Linked DNA regions of Triticum aestivum: region 1 is linked to region 2. The links are chromatin contacts, called in public Hi-C maps. All regions are on one chromosome and are shown on one strand. The core of a region is the stretch at or near the end of the contact, and the rest is flanking DNA. Distances in the headings are between cores, read along the strand shown. Region 1 holds the start of LOC123042336. Region 2 holds the start of LOC123047000 (transcription factor IBH1).

Evidence for each region. Hi-C and Micro-C count contacts between places; a contact is called where the count stands out from the background.
Region 1: a Hi-C map of leaf shows a contact between it and region 2, with 5 times the contacts expected there. The contact joins the promoter of LOC123042336 here to the promoter of LOC123047000 in region 2. A contact is called at or near these places in 2 of 5 Hi-C or Micro-C datasets (both in leaf).

What each region holds. Positions count from the first base shown.
Region 1 is chr2B:730,341,801-730,348,463 of IWGSC CS RefSeq v2.1, reverse strand. It overlaps LOC123042336, which reads left to right and starts at 4,286. Exons shown (of 3, transcript XM_044464809.1): 1 at 4,286-5,130. The coding sequence starts at 4,695. It overlaps LOC123042337, which reads left to right. Exons shown (of 3, transcript XM_044464810.1): 1 at 1-236; 2 at 872-1,098; 3 at 1,174-2,030. The coding sequence ends at 1,878.
Region 2 is chr2B:730,131,741-730,138,665 of IWGSC CS RefSeq v2.1, reverse strand. It overlaps LOC123047000 (transcription factor IBH1), which reads right to left and starts at 2,148. Exons shown (of 1, transcript XM_044470478.1): 1 at 729-2,148. The coding sequence starts at 1,788. The coding sequence ends at 1,183.

The sequences.
Region 1 (6,663 bases), core at 3,037-5,536, 210 kb before region 2:
GGATGCAGTGAGATCCTGGCTCAAGTCTGAGCGCTGCCTGCGCGCACTCTCCCAGCTACAGTCTATCTCCGCACGCATCGATGATCTCCGCAGGTCGAACCCAGGCCTCGATCATGAACTGAAATTGATGCTGAGACCTTCTAAGCATGAATCAGACTCCGCGGAGGAGGAGGGGCTGTTCGCTGCCCGCCGTAGCATGTGGGAATTGATCAACGCCAACAAGTTTGAGGAATTGAGTGAGTACATCTTTTCTTGCTCTCGCCGCATGTGTTACTACTTGTGTAGTTGTACCAACTCTGCACTCAACTCTATGTCTATTAGTATTGGATTTGGCGGATTAGTCTTTTCTTTATGCCTAATTAGTTGCTTATAAGTAGTAGCACAATGTGTAGCACTTTGGGGCTTCAGTATCACACAACCTTTTTCCTTGTGGTGAGAATCTTGCTTTCCAGATGTACTTCTCCTTATTAGTCTTGCTGTTCATTAGCAGGGGTTAATCCCTTGCTACTTTCTAAGACTTGTATTCAGCTGTAGTTGCTGAGTTCTGCTGTTCTCTCCTTTATAATACTTTGCAGATCTTGTAACTCTTGATGTACTTTGACTATGAGCTGAATATATTGGCACCTGTTGGTGCCTTGCTTTGTTCAAAAAAAAAAACATAGGTAGCTGTTCAGAGAATGTTTTGCTACAACACGAGGAGATTGATACATGTGGAGAAAAATATATCTATTTTGCAGTCTAATTGATAAATAATACTCGTGGATGCTTATGAGCCTATGGCTACATGTTACATTGATGTGAACGAAATCAGATGTTACCTCTTCTAATCTCTGCGTTACATTCCTAACGCACTTGACTTGGCTTCATGCAGCATCACTGACTTCCATGCTCTTTACAAGCTGCACACCTGGACGCATGCCATGGTACGCTGTTGACCAACTGAGCTTGCAGATCTACTCAATCAAGATTACAGAAATTACTGATCTCGAGTGGCCACTAGTGGTTTATGGAATTGTTGCAGCCCGAGACACCGTGGACAGCTGCCGAAACCCTCTGTTCCTTTGTCCAAGAGATGAGTGGCAGTGCATCACTCAACAGGTATGCATGGTATAATTTTTGTTCTTGTTGTTGTTGATTCGTTGATCAGTAAGTGACAAATGACAATGGTTGTAGGATCCCTTTTTGCGCTTGACTGGCCCAACTCGTGCAATTTTGTGTGAAGACACTGTTTCTTTTGAAATCCAACTAAAATTAAAGGGCAGAGCAGAGTCTGAAGATAGAACATTCATCAGTGATATATTGTCTCATGATGCGAATGCTGGTGGTCGGTTTTCTACCCTGAATGTCAGCAACCACTTTTGCAAGATGGAGCTTTGCGTTGAGCGATTTAAGGGGTCAGTCCAGGCAACTATCTTGGATGTTCATATCGTTGAACATGGATCACCGCCTTTTCCACATGGCGGCCGAGTTGTCTGCTCCTCGCTGCCTCGTGGTGTACATGAAGTCAATTGGCCCTCATCTAGGCAAATTGTGTTGCTTGATTCAGCTGATGGGAGAAGGTTTACAGATGAGCATGGTTATATTGATCTGCAGAGGAATGTTGTTTCTGCTGAATTAAGAGGAGAATTGATTGTTTGTATCAAGGCCTACTCGTCATGTGGTGACATATGTGGTGATGTTCATTTTACACCCAAGAAGTGCAATTTTAGTAAAGAGAGAATTGTCCTTGGGGAGATGGAGGTCGAGGTTACAGTGGCTTGGTCTCTAATGGTTGACGATGATGTGACTATCCAGGCAAGTGGCCATGTGGACCCATTTGGGATGTGTCCAGCTCTACACCCCTCTCTGTTGAGAGAAATGGATTGGTCTGTTTATTAGTCTTTGGTAGGATTTGTATTATGTTATCTAAACCTCTGGCCTATGTTGCATTCTAAGCTTGTCTGCAACTAGCACTTCTATCTGGAGACAAATAACTGGCCTACTTATGCACGTACGGTTGTTATATCTTAACTGCTTTATTGTTTCTTGGAGTTGTTTGCTTGTTATTTCTGCCAATTGATGTTGCTAGAATTGATGCTGGTTTCTCCCTGCGATTGTGGTTCAGTTGAAAGAACTCTCACAAGACCCTTGTTATTCTACTCTACTGTCATTTTTTGTATCGTGAATAATTACATTTCTCGGCCACCTTGACGTGCTTGTTGTTAATCAGTCATGCTACACACGTAGTTCGGCCGTGTCATACAAATTGTCTAGTGTTACTCCAGTCATCTAAACGGGCCACTAAACTTCAAATTAGGATGACTTGGGCCAGATCCATGGCTTGCTGCAAGGTCCCGGGGCTGCCGCCGAACGCAGCTCGTCGCTGGTGCTGGGTTAGATCTACACATGATGTTTGCAGGTACCGGCGCTGCAAGGGGGGAGGGGGGAAGGGGGGGGGGGGGGTTCTCACTCACCGCATGTGCTGCCATGGCAGGCATGTAGGGCATCGGTGTTGCAATTAAGTTGGGCGGCCACCGCTCACTGCCAATGCTGCAACACGTGTCGTGTTGCAAGAGGTGGAGTTGCGACAAGTCGTTGTTGGCCCCAGTGACACAAGCCGAGATGACCGCAACATGGTCCATGTAGAAATGGATGACCGCAACATTGTCTGTGTTGCAATGATCCGATGATCGTCGCATGGTGTGAAACAAAAGGAAAACAAGGTTTGGCAGGGAGTGTAAGAGAGCTCGTGTTGCAAAGCGCCAAGCGCAACATGAGCATTGTTGCAAAGGCTGGCGCACCTCAACGGCTCATTGGAGAGAGATCCGATAGTTGTCCCGCGCTCCATCCAACGAGTGGTCAATCTTCTAGAATTATCACACAACCGACGGTTAGCATCTCACAGAAGATGCTTTTTTTTTGAAAATGGGTTCCCATAAAATAATTAAATTGAGAGTTATCGATTAAATTAACACTTGTGTCTCGTTTGCCTGTACTCCCTTAGTTTCTTTTTACTTCATGTATGAAGATTTATCTGAAGTCGAACTATACAAAGTTTGACCAACTTTATATAAAAAAAGAAGAATATCTAGAATACTATATTGTCAATGTTGATACCTTCTTTTATTTAAAGTTCGTCATACTTTATGAAGTTTGACTTTAGACAAATTTTATATGCGGACAACAAAAACAGAAGAAGTACCATAGAATCCCTTAACTCTAGCTAAAAAACCCGGAAGTGATAACCGACGAAAGGTCGCGAGGAGGTCAACCCCAGCGAACGCCTTCCCCGCTATTGCACGTATCTTGGCGCAAGGCCGATCAACTGGAGCTGTTCGTCCTTTCTCGGTTCCTGGCGAACATTTTAATTTTTGTTTTCTCCAAAAAGTGCAGGACCAAGGCGCGCATGGATGGGTTCGAACTCCCGACCTCCTACCTACGAGACAGGGGCACTTATCTCGACTAAAGTGGAGGGTTGTTAACACTTGGGCATAAACTACAAAATTTGGATTTTTGAAAGCTATTTTTGGTTTTAAATTTGATTGTTCATTCGAATTGTTTTTCCAAAAATACGGATATTTTTTTTTCATTTTTCAAAGAAAAAAATCTATTGTTAAATAGGTTTTTTCTTCTAAACTTGGCATGTACATTTTTTTCATTATGGGTAGCGTGCAAAATATTTTTTTTACTTTTAACCATGACATGTTCTGTCTTCCAAAACATGGCAATTTTTAGGTCCTTTTCAATGCCCCATTGAAATTTTTTGGGAAATTTATCACTTATTCATGGCAATTTTCGTTTTTTTTACTTTCTCACATGGCAATTTATTATTAATTTTATTATTAAGAGCATGGAGTTTTAATGATTAATAACGTGAAAATTTATTATTAATAGGATGGAAATTATTATTATTATTATTATTAAGATAGAATGGGATTTTTATTATTAAGAGGGGACATTTTTCTTTTTACAAAAAAAAGTGTTTGGGCCATGGGAAATTTATTGGACTTGCGTAAAAATATATTTTATAAAGTACAGCATGGCATTTTTTTTATAAAACAGACCATGTCAGTTGTAAACTATATTTTTCCTGTACGAGTTTTTTCCCATTATTTGCTAATGGCATTTTTTTTTGGGAAAAACTGCTATTTGGGCCTAGCCCATTGTTTTCCTACGTGCTCCATAATGGGCCAGGATCGACCCTTTTCCGGGTCGATGGGAACTCTTCTGGCGATCGATCGCCCAAGGATCCAAAAAAAAAAAAAGCGCAGCGGCGGTGAAGAAGAGAAAGAAGAGTGCTGGCTGCCCTTGTGTGATGGATCCGCTAAGAACTGGCAACCGATCCGAGGTGGAGCCGATAGGAAGCGTGGAGGTCATGGGGATCGGATCAGGGAAGCACAATGCCTTCCCCTCAGGAAAGCTGAAGTTGCTTCTGCCGAAGGGCTCCTATCCGGATCCGGAGAGCTGATCATGGGGGTGTTTGACTTCGATTAGGAATCAACCGTGAGGCGGATAGGATCCGGGAAGCGGAAGGGGGTCGGATCCAGGAAACGCAAGGGGATCATATCAGGAAAGCGCACGGGCATCTCCTCAGAAACGCTGAAGCTGCTCCTCACAGAGGGCGTTGAAAACCAGGGTAAAGAATCACAGAGAGCGAGGGAATCGAAGATCTGGGCACTCTGCTCGACACTCTCGCCGGAGAGATTTCTAGTTCGATGGTGGCAGAATTTGCACTCCGGGGAAAAGAAAAGATGGCGGAACAGGAAGAGAAGCCCGTTTGCCCATTAGATTCGTGCTGCGAGGTGATCCGTGATCTGTGGGAACACTTCCCAAGATACGAGCATGATCTCGCCCTTCTCTCCAAAATGCAATCAATCTCTGCAAGTATCGATATGCTTCGGAGGCTGGAACCGGAGCTTGACAGAAAACTGAGATCGATGGAGGTGAAGGCTGAGGAGGAGGAGATCAGCAGGGATGATCTTGGTTGCAAACTGAGATCGATGGAGCTGAAGGTTGATGAGGAGGAGGTGAGCAAGGATGAAGAAACAAAATCTGAATCAATAGCAGTCGGGATGGTGGTCGAGGGATTGGATGCCTACCGTAGCTGCTGGGAGTCGTTATGGCGCCCTGCGAGGAGTTTTGAGGACATGAGTAAGTAAACAACTGCACACATGCTTTTCACTATGATCGTGTTTACAGTTCGTTTGTTTTTCTACTTGCTCAAACTGCACTTTTCACTATGCAAGCAAATATAATTACATCCATTCTATAACCTCTGAACCCTTCGTTCAATAACTAGAGAATGTTTGCATTGCAGATATAAATACTTGATCTATATTCAATTGACTCGATCTAATATAGAGTATATTATTATTTTTTCTACCTTCCAAAATTCATTATAACAAAGAAATTGGCTACTGTAAACTCATCACATTTAGCCTTAAATTAAATGAAATAAGACACGCATATTGTCTTACACTTAGCGAAAAGATCCATACACACAAAAAAGTCTGGAAGAGAGTTGACTGAAATAAGTTTAGGGACACGACGACATATTATTGTGGAAATTATTGTTGAGGTAGCAAAAATTAGATTGAGCTGCACAGTTTTCCTGCATCACATCAAATCAGGCGCCGCCTTACTGAACCTTCACCGTGTTTGTTCATTATCCACGACCTCCAAAAATCACACGCGGACAGGCCCTGCTGGGGCACTCCACATACACACTCCTAGGCCCGCCACTGAAACCCGTTATTGCTAACTTTAGGAACGTTTTGTCTAGCAATGTTTATGGAAGATTACCTGTGAAACCATGATCTTACTGAAGATTCAATTATTACTTCATCCTTTTACATACAACAGCCTCACACATAATAGTAGGACTAAACTCAGTCATCCGCTCCCAGGGAGCCACCGTCCAATGGGAACAAAGAGCAATGGAAGCTGGATGACTACACAGTATGACATTTATAGAGAAAAAGCAGAATTTTCTAAACATCAGCCCCTGTGGACTGATGTACTCTGCAACAATAGATACATACAAACTCAAAAAAGAGAATTTGTGAATTTGAAGGAAAAAGAGAAGGATCTCAATCTCAATCAATTTCACAGTTAGTGTTAAGAAAATAAAGAAAGGTCACCATGCCAATCTGACTGTACATTATGTACTATTCTATTACATTGCGATACTCTCTTTATTAAAGGAACAGAAAAGCAAAACAACAACAACAACAACCCTGTGGTTGCCCATGCCTTGTTTTCTGAACATGTGGGTGTCAGTCTACTTGTTGTTCAGGTATTATATAGATTGAAGTGTCTGTTTGATTGAGGTCTAACTATAGCTGAAACTTAAGATCACTAGTTTACATTTGGTAGCAGTAATCAAAGATTTTGAAACGTGTATTTTCCTAGCTGAAAAGTAATGTTGGCATGAGAACTTGTAAATAGCATTGTAGATTGCAAAGCTACCCATGTGAGAACTTAAATAAGGTGATGATATAGGACAAATGCCGGGAAAATAGTACTTGATACTTATACAGAATTTGTAGACTTACTAAAAGCTCTACATTCCACATAGGTAACACAAGTTTAATTAGTGCTTATAAATTATATTAAGTCTTATTCTTTCTTAAGCCTTATTCTATTTGCTCCCATTGCACTTTTCACTCCATTCATTCTTCAACA
Region 2 (6,925 bases), core at 899-3,398:
AGTTGAGAGAGAGAGAAGATGATTTCAAAGGGAAAAACCAAAGGGAGGCACTTTAATCAAAAGATGCTAACCGCCGATGGAGAGAATGTCTTAGGTCCCTTTGGCTACAAGTTATGTCTTCTCCAGCTCAAAGACTATCAAACCCCTGCCTTCCATGGATTGTGGATCCCACTTTCTCAAGTTTGGGAGGAGCTTGGATAATAAACACTCCACCAAACAATCTAAGCATAACCACCCCTCAAGCACTCTAATCACAAGGCAAAAGGCAGCTAGCTATATATCTAGCTAGAGCATCATCCAGCTATACATGGATGCATGTGCAGGGAAGAGGGAACTACTCTTTGATTCTAGAGCAATCAACATATGAGTCTAGCTAGCTCAACAGCAATATACAATCTGTCACATGCATCAGGATGCATGGAAGGAAACATTGCTATGCTTTCGTGCATGGAACTGCATGTGTAGGCATGCATGGTAAAGTTCCCCTAATTAATTACCTTGTTCACCAATCAGAATTCACAGATAGACCTACAAGAGAAAAGGTAACAGGAAGGGAAGAGTATAGATATGCCTCATAACCTACACATCTATAGCTTCAAGATATATAGCACCCACATGACATGGTATGCGTAGATCAATGAAGTAATTAACCCAACAACATATAGCACCCATCTAGCATATATATGTAGTTCAATCAAGAACATATTATGCGTAGATCAATGAAGTAATTAACCCAACAACATTGCACTAGTATATACGTAACTCCATATCGATCGATTATCTCTTTATATGTTACAATTAATTACCTTTGTATTTTCTGGTGTGGTTCCAATGTGTCCCCAACCTATACAAATGCATACTACACCCAATCTTTTCTCACCTACTAATAATTCACCTTGCCAGCAGCTCAGCATATATACTCCACCAATCTTCCTCCACCTCCACCGTACCTAACTCTCCCCTGCCGGCAGGTAATCCTCTATGTTGATCATGCGCGATCGATGCATTGACCAATCTCATGTCACATGAACAAGAGATCCATGGATCGATATCATGGAGGCCGCACCGCAGCAGCATCGTATGATTTCAATCCATGGATGGTACGTGCAGGAAGAAGTGATAATTTAGAATTACTCGATCGACCGGAGGATGCATGATGATGATGATGACGGACTGGATGAATCATTGGCAGGAGAAGAGGTCGGCGAGGCCCTGCATGAGCTGCACCTGCGCGCGGAGGCAGCGGACGTAGTCGGCGGTCTCCTCCAGCAGGCTGGAGTACTCCATCCCGGCGCCTCCCGGGACGAGCCGCCGCAGCGCGTCGCTCCTGGCCGGCTCCCCCGCCTGCCGTGCCGGAGGGGGCGGAGGGACCAGCGCCGCACGAGCAGCCGCCGACGATGCCTGCCCGTGTCCGACGACAGGAGCGGCGGCGGCGCGTGGTGCTGCTGCTGCCGGTCCGGCGACGACGCGCCTCCGTACGAGCACCGCGGCCCGCCTCGACGTCTCCGCCCTGGATCTCCGCGCGCGCGCCTGGGCCTGGAGCAGCAGCGCGCGGCTCCATGCGCGGCGCGGCCCGGTGGCGCGGGCCATGGAGGAGTAGGCGGCGCGGCGTATGGTGCGCGTGCGGCGCCTGGCCGGGCCGGCCGCGCCGTGGATCCGGGAGAGCGCGCGCAGGAAGTGGAACGCCAGCATGCGCTTCGTCGGCGCCGAGGCCGACGCCGCTGCAGCGGATGAGCTGGTAACGACGCGGTTAGGGTTTGAGCTCTCCGTCGCGCCCTTGGCGTCCATCAAACGGCTCGTCCACCCAAGATCCTCAACTCACCTCAACTCACCACACCTCGCTCGCAGAGAGAAAGAGAGGAGGAGGAGGAGGAGAGGGTGATGAGGGAGAGGAAAGGCGGGAGGCGTACGCGGGGGGCGCGGGCGCGTGGCTTAAAAGGCAGGAGGGGCGGTCGTGGGGGAGGAGGAGATTGGGTGGGGGAGAGAGAGAGGAAGAAGAAGGTGAGGAAGATTTGGTGTCTGACACAAAGCGGGGAGAGCAATGGGGCCGCGCGCGATGCCGCTGCCGCCTTTGTGCTGTTGTGATGGTGGAGAGAGAGCCCGAGAAACACGGCTCTGACACAAAATGTGATGTCCTGGGAGGATCCGGTGCGTGTCTTATAATACCCAGTTGACAACCAGGGACAAGGCCAATGAGTGTATGTACATTTCTCAAAGAAATGAAAGAAATAATTGGTGAGAGGGGTGCATGTGATGTGATCGAGTGTGGTGGTTACCAGGAAAGCTAGATTAATTAGCTAGTAGTCACAGGGAGGGAATGCATGCTAGGAAGAGCCAGTGAACAACTCTCTCTTCTGCCGGCGAGCGGCGAGCCCATGCATGTGATGCGTGAGCTAAATGGGTGCGTCGTGCGAGATATGGCGGGATACAGGAACAACTCCGGTCGGACGGCGGTCGGATGCGCATGTGAGCTAGCTCGATCATCTCGCACGCGTCTACTCTGGATGGGCAGGTAACTCATGCCTTGGTGCATGCATGCATGCATCCAGAGCAACTAGCCAGGCCGGACGCCAATTAATATATCGGCAAGCAAGAGATGAACCTCCGCTGATGCAGATCAACGAGGGACCAAGGTGAGCTAAAACCATGTGCAAGCTCTGTTTTTTTTTTGTCTTGCCAAAAACCCGTAGGTGGTACTCCCTCCGTCCGGAAATACTTGTCATCAAAATGAATAAAAGGGGATGCATCTAGACGTATTTTAGTTCTAGATACATCTCTTTTTATCCATTTCGATGACAAGTATTTTCAGACGGAGGGAGTACATTAGATCAAAATCAGCCCTTACAAATATAAGAAATTACATGTAAGTTCTTAAATAAATCAGCACCGTCTTCCCTTTGCATCCGTCGGTGGTGCACCATGAGCAAACCTAGTCGTTGTCTCTAGGTCTTCGCCTTAGCAGAGCAGCTTTGTTAACACACAAGAGCTTGAAGAAGCAATGGCCAAAAAACAGGGGCATACATAGAGAGAAAATGACCCGATGTCCCAACGTTAAAGAACACACATTTTTCATTTATAGATAGGGTGTCACACACTAAACTGTAAATGAAAATTACAAGGACAAAAATCCTGCACCATGTGTCCTGTGCATCCAGGTGCCCTGCAGAGAGTCATCGATGTAGGCAAAACGACGTCGGTGATCATGATCTGGCCAAATCACCATAATGGAGAAGCTGACACCGAGGAGGCCTGAAAGATAGCCCCAACTCTTACCAGACAGAGATGGAAGACACAAACCTCGCACCCTTCATCATACGGAGGAGGAACAGGAGAACAATACACGAAGAAATCATCCCCTTTGTAGGGCAATGCCGATGACCTAGTCAAAACGAAGCCAAAATGAGCCCAAGATCTTGCCCTAACTGAAGATTCACACTAGTAGAAAAGGGGGCAATGGCCCAGGCCAGTTCAGCCCATTAGTCCCGGTTCAATCCAGAACCGGGACCAATGGAGCTATTTGCCCTGGTTCGTGAGCCCAGGGGGCCGGCCGGGCCACGTGGGCCATTGGTCCCGGTTCGTCCGGACCTTTTGGTCCCGGTTGGTGGGACGAACCGGGACCAATGGTCCTGGCTCCTGGCCCACCACTATTGGTCCCGGTTGGTGGCATGAACCGGGACCAAAGGGTTACCTTTAGTCCCGGTTCATGCCACCAACCGGGACTAAAGGGTTGGCCCTCGTTGCACCCAGCTTTTAGTCCCACCTCGCCAACCGAAGGGCGCCCACACCTGTTTATAAGCCCGTCCCTCTCTGTGTTGTTGATCTCCTCTCAAAGTGAAAATAGATGCACCTATAGAGGAAATTGGACCTAAATTTATAAATAGAAATTGATTATGAATTTATGTTTAATTTTCTCTATAAGTGCATCTATGTTCACTAACAGAGAAGTTTTTATTTTTTGTGACCTAAAAGAAAAAAGAAATCACCAAAAAACTGTAAGTATTTATTTCTAAGTAGAACTGAAAAAATAATGGCACTAGTAAAGTTAATCACAAACTTCAAATTCACACAAATTTCAAAGAATTCAATTTAACTATTCACACAAATTTCAAAGAATTAAAAAATAAAGCAAAAAACAAAAGAAAATAATTAATGCAGAAAACAAAACAAAAAAACTGGAAAAAACTAAAAATAGCAACAATAAGTATTTTATTGTAAGTAGAAACAAAATAAAATGAATAAAACAACAAAGAAAATAAAAAAAGTGTTTTCAAATTTGAAAACTAATGGCATTAACAGAAAGTTTATAATTTTTTCTAAAACTAAAAGCAAAAAGAATTAAAAAATAAAGCAAAAAACAAAAGAAAATAAATAATGTAGAAAACAAAACAAAAAAAACTGGAAAAAAATAAAAATAGCAACAATAAGTATTTTGTTGTAAGTAGAAACAAAATAAAATGAATAAAGCAACAAAGAAAACAAAAAAATGTTTTCAAATTTAAAAACAAATGGCACTAACAGAAAGTTTATATTTTTTCTAAAACTAAAAGCAAAAAGAATTAAAAAATAAAGAAAAAAACAAAAGAAAATAAATAATGCAGAAAACAAAACAAAAAACTGGAAAAAAGTGCCACCTACTGAGCCCCCACGGCCTGAATACGACTAGAAACCCTACCATGGGCCAGGATTCAGGCCCGTAGAAGGCCCAGTAGGCCCACAGGCACGGATTGCAGGGTTAGGCCCGAAAGCCTGCTTAAGAGAGGAGCTCGAGAGGGAAGGCGCACCGCACCTTATAAACAGGTGCGCCTCCCTCTCAACTAGCGAGGTGGGACTAAATATTAGGTTCGGGGCAGCACAGGCCTTTGGTCCCGGTTGGTGCTACGATCCGGGACTAATGCCCCCCTTTAGTCCCGGTTGGTGCCACCAACCGGGACCAAAGGCCGCCGCTTCCCGCCCTTTGGGCTGCTGAAAATTGGCCTTTGGTCCCGGTTGGTGGCACCAACCGGGACTAAAGGGGGGCATTAGTCCCGGGTCGTGGCACGAACCGGGACTAATGCCCTTGCTATATAAGAAAACACTTGGGAAATTTCAGATTTCCCTCGCCAGTTTCCCCCCGACGACGCCGAGCACATCGACGCCGCCAGGCTGCCCTGACGCCGCCCGTCGCCCCCGCCGTCGCCGTCGCCTCGCCCGTGCCCGTCGTCGCCGTCGCCCGCCCGCCGCCCCCTGCCCCGACGCGCGCCGCCCCTGCCCGCCCCTGGCCCGACGCGCTCCGCCCCGGCCCACCACCGTCGCCGTCGCCCGCGCCCCTGCCCCGACGCCGCCGCCCCGGCCCGCCCTCGCCGTCATCCGCGCCTCTGCCCCGACCCCGCCATCCTCGCCGCAGCTTGGTCCGGCCGCCGGCGCCCTCCTTTTTCATTTTTTTCATATATATATGCTTGTTTTATATATATTTTTGTATGAATGTATGTATTTTTTCAATTGTAATATGCATGGTGTTTTCAATTGTTCTCTGATTTAGTACATTAATTTTAGGTTAGTTTCATTTTTAGAAAAGTTTTATATATTTAGGACGAAGGAAGAGAAGGAAGAAAGGAAGAAGAAGAAAAAAGTTTTATATATGCAAAAGTTACATTTTTAGAAAAGTTTTATATATCTAGCTAGAAAGAAGGAAGAAGAAGAAAAAGAAGGAGAGGAAAAAGGAAAATAAGAAGAGGAAGAAGGAGAAGAAGAGGTGAGGAAGAAGAGGAGAAATAAATAAGAAGAGGAAAAAGAAGAAAAAGAAGAGGAGAAGAAGAAAGAAATAGAGGAGAAGAAGAAAAAATAGAAAATATTCTATTTTTTCTTCTACTTCTCTATTCCTTTCTTCTTCTCCTCTTTTTTTCTTCTTTTTTTCTTCGATCTTCTCCTCTGTCATCGTCGATATACCCCTCCCGATAACTTCAACATGAGGGGGGGGGGTCCATATACCCCCTCCCGATAACTTCAATACGTGGGGGGGTCGATATACCCCCTCCCCGATAACATTAATTTCTCCCGTGTATGTATCTCATCGTTGTCGGTATTACCCCCTTGAAGCGTTGTCTATATTATCCCGGGTCGAGGGTTCTAGGGTCGAGGGATCAAGGGTTCCAGGATCGTCTAGGGGTCGAGGGTTCCAGGGTCGTCGAGGGTTCAAGGGGTCGAGGATCGCCGAGGGGTCGAGAGGGTTCCTATAGTGTCAAAGTATTGAAGAAATCTCCTAGTGATTCAAGCGCTAGTTTCATCAATACCATTTAGCATGCTTGCTAATTATCAGTTTGATTGACCTCTATTTCTTGTAAAGTGGTTGTGGCAGGAACAAGGGAATGATTTCTGTGGATACTACATTTGCGAGTCCATCCGCCACACGACCTGTGAGCAGGGCTACTCCGACAAACAATATGAAGTGCGTAAATAACAATATTCACAATTTTATTTTATTACCATCATTTGTGTTGAGTTTCATTCATTCATATATATATATATATGTATTGACCCCTTCTTAAAATTAGATGTTTCGGATGCGGGATGAACTCCTAGCACCAGATCGCATGCGAGCAATTCAAGAGGAATTGGCGGCATTCTTTCTTGACCACGTGATCGCTGAAGACGGAGAATACTATGTGGACCACGCGTCCGTATTTTAGGAGCTTATATATTTGTAAAAGATAATTATTGTATATATGTAGCCGGTAGTGTCGGATAGATATACGAGAACTTGTTGTTCGACCAATCTCTCGGAGAAGGAGAGGTGGTCGATATCACTTCTCTCTGTATGCATATATGTTCATGACGATCTTCTGTTTGCTTACTAGCTAGCTAGCGTGTCTAGCTAGTCCTCTCTATACGTATGTATGGTACGTAGCGTCGACCAAGCACGGACAAATGAGAGGACACTTCTCTCTAT